Regions from separate parts of the Sus scrofa genome. Here region 1 is linked to region 2. A link is a contact called in public HiChIP or PLAC-seq data. All regions are on one chromosome and are shown on one strand. The core of a region is the stretch at or near the end of the contact, and the rest is flanking DNA. Distances in the headings are between cores, read along the strand shown. Region 1 has its middle 250 kb from the start of TRNAE-UUC. Region 2 has its middle 450 kb from the start of TRNAE-UUC.

Evidence for each region. HiChIP or PLAC-seq counts read pairs in DNA pulled down with a chosen protein or histone mark.
Region 1: a contact with region 2 is called in an H3K27ac HiChIP or PLAC-seq map of skeletal muscle. The contact joins two enhancer-like sites. A contact is called at or near these places in 1 of 47 Hi-C or Micro-C datasets (embryonic fibroblasts) and 1 of 2 datasets of contacts at active chromatin or transcription factors (skeletal muscle).

Annotation. Positions count from the first base shown.
Region 1 is chr1:249,290,342-249,293,053 of Sscrofa11.1, reverse strand. No RefSeq gene overlaps it. Among named protein-coding and RNA genes, the nearest start is that of TRNAE-UUC, 250 kb to the left of the region's middle. Within about 2 kb of position 1,378, at least 29 of the 83 cell types and tissues checked have an H3K27ac peak or open chromatin away from gene starts, as enhancers often do. A contact at or near this core is called in skeletal muscle, where this site is marked.
Region 2 is chr1:249,086,508-249,089,207 of Sscrofa11.1, reverse strand. No RefSeq gene overlaps it. Among named protein-coding and RNA genes, the nearest start is that of TRNAE-UUC, 450 kb to the left of the region's middle. Within about 2 kb of position 1,422, at least 15 of the 83 cell types and tissues checked have an H3K27ac peak or open chromatin away from gene starts, as enhancers often do. A contact at or near this core is called in skeletal muscle, where this site is marked.

The sequences.
Region 1 (2,712 bases), core at 129-2,628, 200 kb before region 2:
AGTCACAACAAACAAATCATCCCCAGGACAACAGGAGAGTGGAGGCGGGACACAAGTCCACACAGTGAGAATTACTTGTGGAAAAACGCTGCTCATCCAATGCCAAGTTCTGCTCACGCACTTATAAGGATGTCAGTACCGTGGCCCAAGCTGGAGCCAGCTGCAAAAGCCATCTGGATTTAAAAGTCCTGAGACTCAACCCTCACGGCTGTCAGGGAAACTGAGGCCCAGGGAGGGACAGGGATAAGCTTCCATTCAGACCCCAAAGGACTGGCTCATTCAGGACTGGAATTTAGCCCTGTCACCAGACTGTCATTCTAGATAGTTAATACTAGAATTTAAGAACAGAAATTCGAGAGAATTTCCAAGTTTGCAGAAAAGCCATTGATTGTACCAGCTTCTGTGTTTGTGCCCGTGTCAGTAATAGCAGCATCTACAATGCGGTTCAATGGACATTTTTTTTTTTTTCTCCCTCAACCTGGTCATTTCGTATCTGACTCAGGGAGTGCCCTGTGGAAGTTTATGTGGCCACAGTGTCAATCAGATCCAAGAGAAGTGTTCTCAGTCAGCAAAGGTGGTCACTGTAGATAGAAGAACTAAAATCCTGATCCATGTTCCTTAGATCTAGTGAGAGTGACTGCTTGTAGCTTGTGTATGGAGGTCTGTGGTTTGTAGATCTGTGGCTAAAGGTTTCTGCCTACCCTCTGTGAATCACTAAATTCCAAAAGAGATTGAATATGATTGGTCAGAGCAGTGGTTGCTGGTAAACCAGCTCTCTAGAGGATGGAAGGGAAGCCTGATCTGTTGTATTTGCCAATATCTGTGGCGTAAATACTGTCATCATGGCTGATTTCAAGCTGTCAATGGTTTAAAAAACGACCTCACAGAATTCCTGAAAATTTAACGATCGGTTCTCATGGGCCTGTTCCGGCTGTCTCCCGCAAGCCTCTACAGCTCTCCCAAACAAGTGGATTGGGGGGGCGGGGCTGGGGAGAATAGTGGTGGATCCTGTTTAGTTCTCTGAGGTCAGACCTCACCTAAGAGGGTGTGTCTAGTTTCAAATCCTAGATTATAAGAGGAGCATTGACAAATTGAAAGTCGTTCAGAGGGTTGAGCAAGAAACAATCTCATCTAGAAAAAGCTGTTGGGAGGGAAAACTATTGCTGGGATGAGAATCGAAAAGAAGAAAAACAGTATTCTGGTCATTGTTTCCAGATCTCTGTGAGGCTGTGACTTCTTGTCCTGGGGATGAGGAGAGCTGTTCATAATTGGGAAGCTGATTTGAGCTCATCATAAAAACTTTTGGATAAAGCTGCTCAAAGAAAGGCAGGGTTACTGGAGCTTCAGCACCCGAAGTATGAAAGATGTGGGGCAACCACTAGGTGGGGCTGTAGCAGTGAGGACTCCAGCGCCCCTTCTAGTCCCTGGGAGCCCATCATGCCATGGAGTTGTCTTCCTTCTCCCATTTATTTAGTTTCATCCTCTTACTTTTTGTTCCATTTTTCTTTTTCTTTTCCCTTGGCTCACTTTCTTTGTTGTCTTTGGCTTACTTCCTTGATAAAGCTCCCTTGGACAGTGACCCCTACATCTTTCTGAAGAGAGAAGGCTAAGCCCCTGAGCTTTTTCCCGACCTTTTACATCCTAGGAAGAAAGTACAAGCCCTCCTTTCCCCTCATTTTTCTTTGCTTTCTTTTCTTTCTTTCAACATTCTCTGCTCCACATTTGTGATTGAAGAAGGGCAAATAAACAAATTGAAACTGAAACTGTGTGCTGGCCATAAAGTGAGGACATCTGGGAGGCTTGCAAGGAAATTTACATGCTTGTCGGGTTTCTGGTTACATATTTTGTGTTGCCTAGTAACGAACCCCACAGTTTCCTTTCATGCTTTATTCTCCCTATCCCTTGTTTATAGTGTAATTACCACTGTGACATCATAATCCCCCATTGAACAGCTGTCAGGGGGGCCCAACTGCTGAGTAAACAGGGCTTTACAATCTCTCCTCCCACAGGCTGGTTTACTAAATAGATCAATATTTGGTTTGTAGGCACAGGGATTAGGAGGTGGAAGTGTCTTTTGAAAAAGCCCTCTCTCTTCCCAGGACCTCCAGCGCACCTGAGAATGCTGGAAAGAAAAGCCAGGTTCATGGATAATAAAAGAATCACGGAGCTACTTTCACCTGCCTGTGATTTCCCAAGGAGCAACTTGTCTGTAAGAAGTGAGACCTCTTTGAGAATTAGTAATACCTTAGGTTCTTTCTTCTAAAGCTTAGACAATTCTACTTTCTTCCTCCCTCTCTCTGCCTCCCCCTTAGCTCTCCTTTCTCTGTCCTCAATCACATTTGAATTAATCTTTCTAAATGGATGTTATAGCCTCAGGGACTAAAAGAATGACATGTAGATAAACAGGAACTAAGCTCCTGAAGATCTCTCTCTAACCAACCCCCCCACCACCACCGTTCTCTCCACCCTGCTCCAGGATTAGAAGCTCCACAAAGAAAGCAGCCTCTGAGGTTTCTTTGTCAAACTAGAGATTCCTGGTTGAGAGTTTTGGAAAGAATGATTTAGATGTTTCCTCTCTGGGTCAGGAAATTGTGACTCAAACACACATAGGAGAAAGAACTTGGGAGTACTGGCCTCAGCATCAGGAGCTGTGAGTTCTAACCCTGGTGCTGATTGTAACTTGCTCTGTGACCTCGGGCAAGTCCCTCATGG
Region 2 (2,700 bases), core at 173-2,672:
TATGTACACTTACGTACTTTTCCCACCACACAGTGAGCTTCTTGAAGGCAGGGACTGTGATTTTGTTATTTCTCCCTATTTTTTCCCTATCTGAGCTATGCAAGTTCCCTAGGCATTCAGACTTCGTAGTATTGTATCCTGACAGCAATTTCACAGTGGCCTCAAAGACCTTACAGGACCTCCCCTTATCCCTTGTCTCTGAGTCTCAGGCTTTCCCCACATTACTCACTTCGCTATAGCCTCGCTGACTTCCTTGCTGTCTGGCACACTCCTGGCTTGCCTCTTTCAGGGAACTCCTCTATCTCTCTGGAATCCTTCTCCTGCAGAACCTCTAGGCTAACTTCATTGCCTTCCTCATGTCTTTGCTTTTGAGCGCCTCCTCTTAATGACACTGAACTTGACCACCTGTTTAATTCTGCAGCCTATTTCCCAACATCCCCCACGCCCTTCCCACGCTCAATGTTTTTTCGCTTCCACAGCAGTTACCAACTTGGAACATACTGTTTGGTGATGTGACGTTTATTGACTATCTGTCTCCTCCTCCAGCACGTAAGCTCCATGAGCGAAGACTTTTTTCCCTGTTCACTGGTATATCCCATGTCCCTAGAAAAATGTCAGACACATAGTAAATGCTCACATACAGTTGTTGAATTGAATTAAATCTACCTACTTTTTTTTTTCTTTCTCCTTGAGCTTTTTAAATCCCCCCAGAACTGTCAAGCTGAGCTCTTCCAATATTTTGGACCTAACATTTCAGCTGACGACTGTGTCCCCTGGCCTTTGGGTAGACATGACCATAAGGATGTCAGGTCTCGGAGTTCCCGTCGTAGCGCAGTAGTTAACGCATCCGACTAGGAACCATGAGGCTTCGGGTTCGATCCCTGGCCTTGCTCAGTGGGTTAAGGATCCGGTGTTGCCATGAGCTGTGGTGTAGGTCACAGACGCGGCTCGGATCCCCGTGTTGCTGTGGCTCTGGCATAGGCCAGCGGCTATAGCTCTGATTCGACCCCTAGCCTGGAAAACTCCATATGCTGCGGGAGCAGCCCTCAAAAAGGCAAAAAGACAAAAAAAAAAAAAAAAAAGATGTCAGGTCCCATAGTGTAGCTTCAGCCATAGGAAGTGATGAGTCCTTTAATAATACAGATCTTCTTTAGCTATTCCACAGCAATACCCTTTGCCTTTTGAGAAAATCCTGTTTCTTTTTATACAGTAGCTCCAAAATTGAAGTTTCAAAGTGAGTGGAGGTGTCATAGGCCCCCTGAAAGGTGGAATGTGCACCCCCCCCCCTTATTGGAGAGTATTGGAATGGAGCAGAAACCCCTTCCCGTGGGCTCATCTTCCCCACTTTCATTGTCTTTCTGCCTCTACGAGTTATTAACTGTGCTAATCATAACTAAAACAAAGCTAATAATTGCTTCTTGGAAGGTTGTGTAACACCATGGAATGTTGCCACGGGCCTCTGAGAATTGGCCCCTTACTCTGCTCAGAGTAATTTCTCAGGGATTTTAACTCAGCCGTCTTTAAGCTGAATGTTTATCATTTTCCTTTTTATTGTTTCTGGCTCCTCCCCTGCCTTTGAAGTTTCTGAAATCTTTAAGCACTTGGCTGGTCTCTATACACCACAGGTCTTCTCCCTCTAGGAGGGCACCTGGCCAAGAGAAAGGAATCGGAGCTCCTCTCTTGGCCGCGCCTATAAAACAATCAGATTGCTCTGTAGCCTGCCATCTGAAACGTGAGCTGTGCTAAAAGTACAGAGAATGCAGCGTGTTCCAAGGAGATTAGAATATCCCAGTGGGATTGCGGGTGAATGGAGAGGGAGAGTAAGCAAGCCCTCTGCACAACAGTGTAACCCTCTCTTTCCCAGGCTGTGTTGTCTACAGGGAAGGGCAAGGGCACAGACCTGCCCTCTCTCCCCTCATTACCACTCTGATCTGTGAAACATTACAAGAGTTTACAGTCATGCATTCTTCATGATGCTATTTGCTTGTTCTCTTCTGTGCCATTTGGTAGCTCCCATCAATAGTTCTCCTTTCGTTGGCCTTGATAATCCCGGATCCCCTAATGCTATTGCTGTTGTTATTTTCCCCCACAGTAAGGAGCAATTTCTTCCCCACCTCCCACCCCTCCCTGGGTTTTCAGCTCTTTCCATGAGAAGAGATGGGCTCCAGCCACTATTTCATCAGGAGAGCCTGGACAACCCAGCTCAGAGTCCAGAGTGAGCACTCATGTTGAAATGCAAACATCATATATTTGATGCTTAATTCTCATAAGATCAGAGCCAAATAGACTTTATTCTTTCAAAGACTCATTCAAACATTAGGGGGTTTAAAAAAAAAAGTTGAGGTGACTGGATTCATCTGACCTAATGTCAATTTTTTAACACCTTTTTTTTTTCACTTTCTTAGTCTATGTTTGTTATCCCTCCTACATTGTCCATGGAGCTCAGATTTAGCCTCCCATCAGACCAGCAGCATCATGATGAAATGTGTGTCCCTGGTAGGCATGGGGGTATGAAGCAGCCCACAGATAGGGTTAGGTGGGGCAAATGGTGAGGGGGCTCAGAGAGTCTCATAATTTAGTGTAAGTGAAGATATGGAAGCACCAAGCCTGTTTGTGGTATGTCCCAAACCTCCAAAAATCAATTCCATGTAATAAAACCTAGGTAGACAATACAATTGATGAAACACCAGCTACTGATGA